2 separate regions of the Sus scrofa genome follow, and region 2 is linked to region 1. The links are chromatin contacts, called in public HiChIP or PLAC-seq maps. All regions are on one chromosome and are shown on one strand. Each heading gives the region's core, a stretch centred on a gene start, on an enhancer-like site or on the middle of the called end of the contact. The rest is flanking DNA. Distances are from core to core; before and after follow the strand shown. Region 1 has its middle 180 kb from the start of QKI. Region 2 overlaps PACRG (parkin coregulated gene protein).

Region 1 (4,741 bases), core at 613-3,112:
CACCAACAGTGTGCAAGGCTTCCCTTTCATCCTCCCCAGCATTTGTTATCTCTTGCCTTTTTGATGCTAGCCGTCCTAACAGGTGTAGGGTGATGTCTCATTGTGGTTCTGGCGCATGTCCCTGATGATTAGTGATGCTGAGCAACTTTTCATGGACACGTTGGCCATCTGTATTTCTTGGGAAAAATGCCTATTCCATTCCTTTGCCCACGTTTTAATTGGATTATTTGGGGGGGGGGTTGCTGTTGAGCTGTATGACTTCCTTATGTATTTCGGATATTAACTCTTATCAGATGTATGATTTGCAAATATTTTCTTTGATTCAGTAGGTTGCCTTTTAATTTTGTTGATGTTTTCCTTTGCTGTTTAGAAGCTTTGTCATTTGATACAGTCCGACCTGTTTATTTTTGCTTTATAGCTTGTGCTTTTGGTGTCATATCCAAAAAAATCACTGCCAAAACCAATGTCAGGAAGCTTTTCCCTACATTTTATTCAAGGAGTTTTATGGCTTCAGGTCTTACATTTAAGTCTTTAATCAATTTCAAGTTAATTTTGTGAGTTGTATGATCTTCTTTATTAGAAACATAAGAGAAAAAAGGAACCATAGGAGTTCCCACTGTAGTGCAGTGGATTAAGAATCAGACTGCAGTGGCTCAGATCACTGCAGAGGTGCAGGCTTGATCCCTAGCCTGGCACAGTGTGTTAAATGACCCAGCATTCCCATCTGCAGCTGTGGTGTAGGTGGCAGCTGTGACTCAGATTCAATCCCTGGCCTGGGACCTTCCGTATGTGGCAGATGTGGCCATTAAAAAGAAAAGAAAAAAAAAAGGAACTACGTAGATAGACATTACATATGCTGTTAGATGCCAGTATTAAATAACTGAGCAGCCTTGACCTACACGAGCCAAGAAGCAACTTCACACCAGAAAGTTCATTCTGAACTTTCAACCTTGTCACTTTCACCAAGCCAGTTCTCTCTGCCCATGTAAGGAGTGCCCAGGCATGGGTCTACCTCTCCACCCCTTCCTTCATTACTCATCCTGTTTCTTACCTTCTTCCCCAGCCCATCCACCGACTGTTGTCCTCCTCCTTCCCTTCTGTTGGGTCACCTGGGTCCCCATTCCACTGCAGGCCACCTCTCTATATCAGGATGGCAACTAGATCTTCAACTGGCATGTCGGCTCTAGTGGGTGACTGGAGCACCATACGAGGATTCTGATGTCCTGCCAGAATTCCATGGGGAAGATGCCATTGCAGTCACACATGCAGTCCTATGATGCCCATAAACTAGAATTGGTTCATTGGTGCCCTCCACGAGAATACAGTCAGTCTCAAGTGTGAGAGAAAGATAAGAGGAAGGAAAGGAAATGTTATTCTTAAAACCCTTTAGGAATTAAAGAAAAGAAGAAAGCTCACATAGTAACCTTAATCTAGGTTCCAGAAAATTTGAATTTCAAGAGGATAAAAATAGGTATTATGTCTAATTTCAGCTCATTTCTCTCCAAGGGAGTCTCTCTCTCTCTCTCTCTCGAAGAATTTTATTTTAGGTGTTGCTTTTTTTCTCAAAACTATCTTTAAAAGTTATCTGGCTTCCTTAAGTATCTTCCCAGCACCTAGCAATGGCAGGCATTGTATGAAGCCTCTGACTGTCAGGTTGATAGACTGTTCAATGAACACCAGATCAGGAGGGGAAAGAAAAAAAAAAGATTTTGAGTCTATAATGAAGAGAGAGTAGCAGGCTTCTGTTCTAAAAAGACAGCACCTCGGGAGTGTTTTAAGAATGAAAATCCCCATCTATGTCCTCACTTGCTTTTCTGTTCCCAACAAGGGAACTGAAACTCGGACTTGAGAAATAAAATCAAATTTTGAAATGATTTCTTATGAAATAACTTTGCCTGCCCAGACACATGAACAGATTGACTCGCTTAAACTCTTCCTTGAAAATTGCTGTTTCCATTTCTGCCTCCTCTTTCTCTGCCTCCTCTTCTTCTACTTCTCCTTTATGATTTTATGTCAAATATTGTTTTATCTTTAAAAGTTGCTTGTTTACACAAACACACAATTTGCAAAAATATACCAATGCTTGTTTTTTTTTTTTTTTTTTTTTTTTTTTTCCTTTCCCTGACCTTTCTCTTTTCCCTCCTTGGTAGACAGAAAAATGTGTCCTCCCAAAGATGTCCACATCTTAAACCCCCCAAACTTGCATGTTACCTTACATGACAAAAAGGACTTTGAAAGGGTGATCAATTAAGGACCTTGAGATGGGGAGACTTTTGGATTATCCAAGAGGGCATAGTGTAATCACCAGGATCTTTGTAAGAAAGAGGCAAGAGGGTCAGTGTCAGAGAGAAAATGTGACGATGGAAGGAAGTTAGAGAAGAAAGAAGTTGCGCTTCTGGCTTTGCAGGTGGAGGGAGGCCATGAACCAAGACATGTCGGCCACCTGCACATGATAGAAAAATCAAGGACATGAATTCTTTTCCCGGAGCTACAGACTGAGAGTAGGCATGTGGTCTGCCTTCCAGGTTCCTGCAGGAGTAGTTTTCCCAAATGTTTTGCTGTAGCATAAACAAGCCACCAGCTCTTTAGGGATCTGTCTCCTCAAATTACCTCTTGACAGAGAGCAGTCAGTCAACCCTGAACACTCACCTTGTGAACCAGAAGTAAACATCCACCTAATATGAGCCATTAGAATTCCTGGTTTCTTTTTTTATAGCAGCTCCTGCTACCCCAACACACACAGAAATTGTGACCTTGCGGTGACGTATACAGGAAAAGAGAGATAGTGGCACGGGGTCAGGTTAGAGATGGCAAGGAGGTCGACGTGGCAAGCTGGGGTCTAGGGATGAGGAAGGCGTCTCCCCACTGGTGGCAACAGTATTATGGATTTTTAGATATTTTCCTCAGTATTCAGATAATATACTCACACATATCTATGACATGCGCACACCTGGGCATAGATGATGAAGGGTTTGGTTATTGGTTTTTTTAATCAAAGGGAACTCATAGAGCATTTCTCTTCCCACGCTCAACAATATGCTATAAATCACTGCAACTCCATATATTCCAATTCATTATTTTTGTAACAGCTGCATAATATTCCAAATGGTTGTACTGTAACTTAATCCTTTCCCTGACTCTGCATCTTCATAGGCATTGTCACTCTGACCACGATGCTGTGATAAATAACTTTGACAAGTATTCATGCAGGCTGATGCTTTGTTTCCATGAGATAAGCTCTCAGGAGTGGAACTGCTGGGTTAAAGGGTCAGTGTGTTTTCATTTTAACAAATATTCCCAATTTGTTTTCCAAAACAGTTGTTGACTTTTTCCCACCAGCCCTGCCTGGTAATGGCCCCCTGGCCTCACATGCTCACTTGCAGTTTTTTGGTTTTTTTCTTGCCCACCTCCCTGGTAGTTGAGAAACAGCATGGAACTGGGCTGCCGTCTTACTCTGACAAAATTTTGCCAGAAAGGTTGACCATCTTCTCGTATTATTGTCCTTTTGGATTTTCTTTTTTGTAAATTGCCTCTCCAAATCTCTCACCCATTTTTAATGGGGTTGTTTACACCCATCTTGACAATTAGTAAAAATTCTCTGCATATTACAGAGATTAAACTCTTTCCTCAGCAATGCCTGTATTTTCATTCCTTTTTAGGCGTGCTTATTTTTTCTTTTCCCATTGAAAAAAAATTTTTTTTTTCTTTTTAGGGCCACACCTGTAGCATATGGAAATTCCCAGGCTAGGGAGTGAATCGGAGCTACAGCTGGTGGCCTTCACCACAGCCACAGCAATGCCAGATCCCAGCCGAGTTGTGACCTACACCACAGCTCACGGCAACACCAGATCCGTAACCCACTGAGCAAGGCCAGGGATTGAACCTGAGTCCTCTTGGGTCCTAGTTGGGTTCACTAACCGCTGAGCCACCAAAGGAATTCCCCCACAGAAAAATTTCTAAGTTCTATATAGTCACATAAATCTATTATTTGTTTCAAGGTTGCCAGATAAGAATCTCTCTCATTCCTAGACTGTTAATGTAATGTTTATTTTTCTTGAAAAACTATTATTTTTTACTATTTTTATTTTTTCTTAATTTTCAATTGAATATTTAATTCACCCAGAATTTATTTTTATATAATGTATGATAAGAATCTTGTATATTTCATTTATCTTTATTTTCTCACAAACAGATGGGTGGGTATGCCAGAACAATATATATTAAATAATCAATTCTTTGCTCACTGAATTGAAATACCACTTTGTCATATACCAAATTATCTTTTTTTTTTTTTTTTTTTTTTAGTCTTTTTGCCTTTTCTAGGGCTGCTCCTGCAGCATATGGAGGTTCCCAGGTTAGGGGTCTAATCGGAGCTGTAGCCGCCGGCCTACACCAGAGCCACAGCAACGCGGGATCCGGGCCGCCTCTGTGACCTACACCACAGCTCACAGCAATGCCGGATCCTTAACCACTGAGCAAGGCCAGGGGTCGAACCCGCAACTTCATGGTTCCTAGTCGGATTGTTAACCACTGCGCCATGACGGGAACTCCCTACCAAATCCTCCCATATTTGAGATCTACTTCTGCAGGTGCTATGCCTTCCGCTGATATCTGCGTCTGTTCTAAGCACCTCTCAAACCGATCTGAGCACAGAGGTTTTCTAACCCTGCTGCCTGGTGAGTTGTCCTTCCTCACTCTTCTTTCTCCGGAATATTCTCAGGTCTAGATCTCTCCCATATAA
Region 2 (5,106 bases), core at 2,402-4,901, 400 kb after region 1:
CTACAAAGCAACAATCATCAAAATCACATGGTACTGGCACAAAGACAGAAATATAGATCAGTGGAACAGGACAGAAAGCCCAGAATGAAACCCACGCACCTACAGCCAACTAATCTATGACAAAGGAGGCAAGAATATACAATGGAGAAAGGACAGCTTGTTCAATAAGTGGTGCTGGGAAAACTGGACAGCCACATGGCAAAGAATGAAATTAGAACACTCCCTAATACCACACACAAAAATAAACTCCAAATGGATTAAAGACCTAGATATAAGACCAGATGCCATAAAACTCTTAGAGGAAACCATAGGCCAAACACTCTCTGACATATATGACAGCAACATCTTCTCAGATCCACCTCTTAGAGTATTGACAATAAAAACAAAAATAAACAAATGGGACCTAATCAAACTTCAAAGTTTCTGCACAGCAAAGGAAACCCTCAACAAAATGAAAAGACAATCCACAGAATGGGAGAAGATATTTGCAAGTGAATCCACTGACAAGGGATTGATCTCCAAAATTTATAAATACCTTCTGCAGCTCCATACCAAAAAAACAAACAACCCCATCAAAAAAAGGGCCGAAGATCTAAACAAACAGTTCTCCAGAGAAAACATACAGATGGCTGAGAAACACATGAAAAGATGTTCAACATCAGTCATCATTAGAGAGATGCAAATCAAAACCACTCTGAGGTACCACCTTACACCAGCCAGAATGGCCATCATCCAAAAGTCTACAAACAATAAGTGCTGGAGAGGGTGTGGCGAAAAAGGAACCCTAGTACACTGTTGGTGGGATTGTAAATTGGTGCAACCACTATGGAAAGCAATATGGAGATTCCTCAGAAAACTAAACATAGAACTACCATTTGATCCAGCAATCCCACTCCTGGGCATCTATCCAGAGAAAACCACGACTCGCAGAGACACATGTACTCCAGTGTTCATTGCAGCACTATTTGCAATAGCCAAGACGTGGAAACAACCTAAATGCCATCAACAGAAGAGTGGATCAAGAAGAGGTGGTACATATACACAATGGAATATTACTCAGCCATTAAAAGGAACAAAATACTGGCATTTTTTGCAACATGGATGGACCTAGAAATTATCATGCTAAGTGAAGTCAGCCATACAATGAGACACCAACATCAAATGCTTTCACTGACCTGTGGAATCTGAAAAAAGGACAGACTAAACTTCTTTGTAGAACAGATGCTGACTCACAGACATTGAAAAACTTATGGTCTCCGGAGGAGACAGTTTGGGGGGTGGGGGGATGTGCTTGGGCTGTGGATGGAAATCCTGTGAAATCAGATTGTTATGATCCTTATACAACCACAGATGTGATAAGTTCATCTGAGTAATTAAAAAAAAAAAAAGAAAAAAGAAATCTCCTCTCATCTCTAAAGCCAGGCACGTCTTTACTTGCAACCTGGGGAAGTTACCTCCTGAGCTTGGCTACTGTTTCTGCAAGGACAGGAATTTTGTCCAGGTTTTTTTCTCCTTCCCTCCTCCCTCCCTTCCTACTTCTCTCCCTGGTTCCCTCCCTCCTTCTTTCTACTTCCAGGACTGAACATAGTGACTCTTAGCTGGTGGGTGTTCAAAAAATATTTACTACACAAATAAACAAATGCTAATCAAAAGAAGACAAGCCCAGCACATGACCAGGCTGGTGTGCTGTCTGGGAATTTTCCTTTGTCCTCCACTATTGGGCAGAGTGTCACTGACCAAAGAAAGGGGAAGTTTTGCTCTTGTGACTTAGCCCGAGATGGCACAATTTTCTCTTGAAGCAAATGTTATGGCAAGAGAATCAGAGACATGTTTGTATATTTGTCCCGCCCATGGTCATGGGCACCTGAAGAAATAAAAGAGCTATTAGAATAAAGAAGTGAATGTTTGTGTGCAAAGACGCCCCACAGGTAAGGGAAAGCAAGACACAGAAACTAACATTGACTAATCCTAACTCTTCTACTTGTATTCTGTTATTTCTCTCAGTAGGGTTATTTTGACGTGGAAGTCAAAACCTCTAAATTAGGTACGTGCTTGGAAATAAACAGAAAAATCTTTTTACCTGGGCTCTGCACAGGAGAATGGAAACATTAAATGATTTTAGCATCCGAGATAAGAAATCCAAAATCAAAACGGCCTATTTATCTTCTGACTCACTATGTCGCAGAAGCAAAATGTGGGCTAATAAGCGAAAACGCCAGGCTCGTCCACGGGGAGGCTGCCTGAGGAAGCAGCGCTGTGCCTGCTCTTCCGTCCAGTGTCGCTCAGAGCCCATCTGGCCTAACCCTTCCTTACGTTTCACAGTGTCGTGGACCAGGGCTCAAAGGCCTGGCTGCTTTGCAGCTTACGGGACGCTTGGTTTTCTCACGGCAGCTTACTGTCTGCCTGGATCTCAACAGCTACTTTTATGCACCCCTTGGGCTACCAGAGAAATCCCACGACGCCTTCCACCAAAAATAACTGTCTCCAAAAATTCCTCAGGAGTGGCAGCATCCAGGGCGACCCGGGTCGGGGATTCACTCACCACCATCTCCAGCCTTCCTGGGTCACCCCCGGAAGCCGACTCAAATACACACATAAGCAAAGCAAAGACTGTGCTTCTCTGCAAACACAGCTTCCAGGGGAGTCTCCCAAGCTCCCTTCCGACCGGCTCACCTCCCTAAGGAGATTTCAGAGCTGACACTGCTCCCCAGGTTTTAAAATTAACTCTCCTTCCTCCACCCCCGCCAAGGCCAAACCCAGTTATCTGCAAGGGCAGGTCTCGGGGGAAAATACTAACAGTGGTAGCCTTCCTCTCAACACGCAGATATCGGCAGGGATTTAAGAGACGCAGAAATCCAGGTTAGGAGAAGGATGAGAGACAAGGATAATTTCACCTCATGAAGACTCAGGAAGTTGAGCAGCTTTCAGGTATATAAGATATACGATTTGGCAACATGGCATCATGGAAAAAACTGGCAGTTCAGCTCTGCTCTTACCCAGCTCTACGTTGGACAAATGCTTTCATCTCTTGGAGCTTAAGTTTTCTGATGTATAATAAGGTAAAGCCAAGGCCTCCTTCTTATGATTGCTGTGAGATTAAATGAGGTAATTGAGGTAACGGCAGAGGCAGCATCAGTGACAGTGACAGGAGTGAGGGTCAGAGATAGTGCCCAGCTATTTTCTACTTCGAATGAGAATTGAATAAAAAGAAACCCACAAACGCTTAGGAGCAGTTTAAGTTGGGTACCCGAAGTAATTTCCTCACGGGGACAACGTGGCTTGAAGCGGAGGAGTCTGGGCTTCTTCTGCAAGGGCCTCTAGACCAGATGCCCCTTTCTCTGAGTCAGCCATGCCCCTGGCATGGTTTGGCCAGAGCAGGGAAGTGACTGATGGGTCTGTGGGAGGAGGAAGTGTCTATGAGTCTGTGACCAGGCGTTGGGAACTGAAGTTTTGAAAAGTCAGATTCTCCATGTGCTGTTCTGTTCTCAGACTGGGTGGTGACACGTGTTTCCAAGTAAGTGGGAAAGGACATCATACAGAAGAAACCCTTTCCAGGGACCCGGAATTCCTGGCGCGGCGCTCTGTGGCTGGCCGACGCTTCCTGAGCCTGGCCTCGTCTTGCACAGGGTCGTGAAATGACAGCGGATGGCTCTGGGAGCTTTGCCTTGTCATAAACGTTCTGCTAGCAGCTGCCCCAGGGAGTGTGTGCCACCCTCTATGCACTGAATTATCTTCGCTCTGGGAGCCCAGGGCGCTGCTCGAAGAAATGGGAAGAATGAGACACCGCCACCCTAGATGCAAATTTTAACCCAGGGACTCACGAATTGCTGGACACGTGTGGGTGGAAGTTGCTGGTTTGGGAGCTTCCAGACACCCACTAAGTACTCTCCTGCTTGGAGGTGTAGAGGGAGGGTCCTCGAAAGTACTTCCTACAAAAAGGGAAGCAGTGACTTGAATTCTTATCCCACGACCTGGAGGCCTTGAGGCAAAATCTTTTGAAATACGTGAGGAGATGGAGAGCAAGGACCTAAGCCAGGAGGCTCTACCTTATTGCAGGATTCAAAGCCTGAAGCAGACCCGCCTAAACCGTGGAGAATGGCCATGCTTTGGCTTCTAAAAGGGGGTATGGTATCTTTATAACCCAGGCGCAAGGTCTGCTACAGTCTAGCCCCGGAGGAGAAAAGATCATGGCACAAAGTGTCTCTATTCTACGGACAGACTACTTTTGGAAATTCTAAAACCTATTCGTTATTTTTGAATTTTTAATTGGCTCATAAATGCAATAGATGTTTAGAATTATAGAGAAATTTTGACATAATCTAGACGAATCTCAAAATTTAATTTTTAAAACAACTTTTCTTCTCTCATTTTACAGTTCGTTATGGAAGAGATGGTAAGCAAAAGAACCAAAGGCAATCCTTTATACCCTCCCTTCCAAGAAATAGCCATTATTATTGCATTTAAATGCATTTCCTTCTGATGTATGCGTGTGTGCGCATATATGTGTATTTAACACACACATAGTAACACACAATTTGGATTATATTATATACGGAGTTCCCGTCGTGGCACACCAGAAATGAATCCAACTAGGAACCGTGTGGTTGCAGGTTCAATCGCTGGCCTCACTCAGCAGCAGGATCTGGTGTTGCCATGAGCTGTGGTGTAGGTCGCAGATGTGGCTCGGATCTGGTGTGGCCGTGGCTCTGGTGTAGGCCTGCAGCTGTGGCTCAGATTAGACTCCTAGTCTGGGAATCTCCATATGCTGCGGGTGTGGCCCTAAAAAGCAAAAAAAAAAAAAAAAAAAAAAAAAAAAAAGTTATATTATATTCATTTTCATACCTTAATTTTAAACTTTTTATCTTGCTTTTATCATATCCTTAAAATGTTTCACTTTAAATAGCAATGTAATATTCCATCAAGGGAATAAAATATAATTTACTTCACCATTTCCATATTGGTGGGCATTTTACTTATTTCTGTTTCGTCATTGTTACTAAAAACAAATTTAAAATATCTAATGATTTCAGTCTATCTCTACCTTTAATTATTTCTTTAGGTTTAATTCCTGGATTTAAAAATGATTATGTTGAGTTTGTGAGTATT

What was found. HiChIP or PLAC-seq counts read pairs in DNA pulled down with a chosen protein or histone mark.
Region 2: a contact with region 1 is called in an H3K27ac HiChIP or PLAC-seq map of alveolar macrophages. The contact joins two enhancer-like sites. A contact is called at or near these places in 2 of 2 datasets of contacts at active chromatin or transcription factors (alveolar macrophages and skeletal muscle).

Annotation. Positions count from the first base shown.
Region 1 is chr1:4,702,264-4,707,004 of Sscrofa11.1, forward strand. No RefSeq gene overlaps it. Among named protein-coding and RNA genes, the nearest start is that of QKI, 180 kb to the right of the region's middle. Within about 2 kb of position 1,863, at least 1 of the 83 cell types and tissues checked has an H3K27ac peak or open chromatin away from gene starts, as enhancers often do. A contact at or near this core is called in alveolar macrophages, where this site is marked.
Region 2 is chr1:5,096,735-5,101,840 of Sscrofa11.1, forward strand. The region is part of intron 4 of PACRG (parkin coregulated gene protein); the gene reads right to left. Among named protein-coding and RNA genes, the nearest start is that of QKI, 220 kb to the left of the region's middle. Within about 2 kb of position 3,652, at least 8 of the 83 cell types and tissues checked have an H3K27ac peak or open chromatin away from gene starts, as enhancers often do. A contact at or near this core is called in alveolar macrophages, where this site is marked.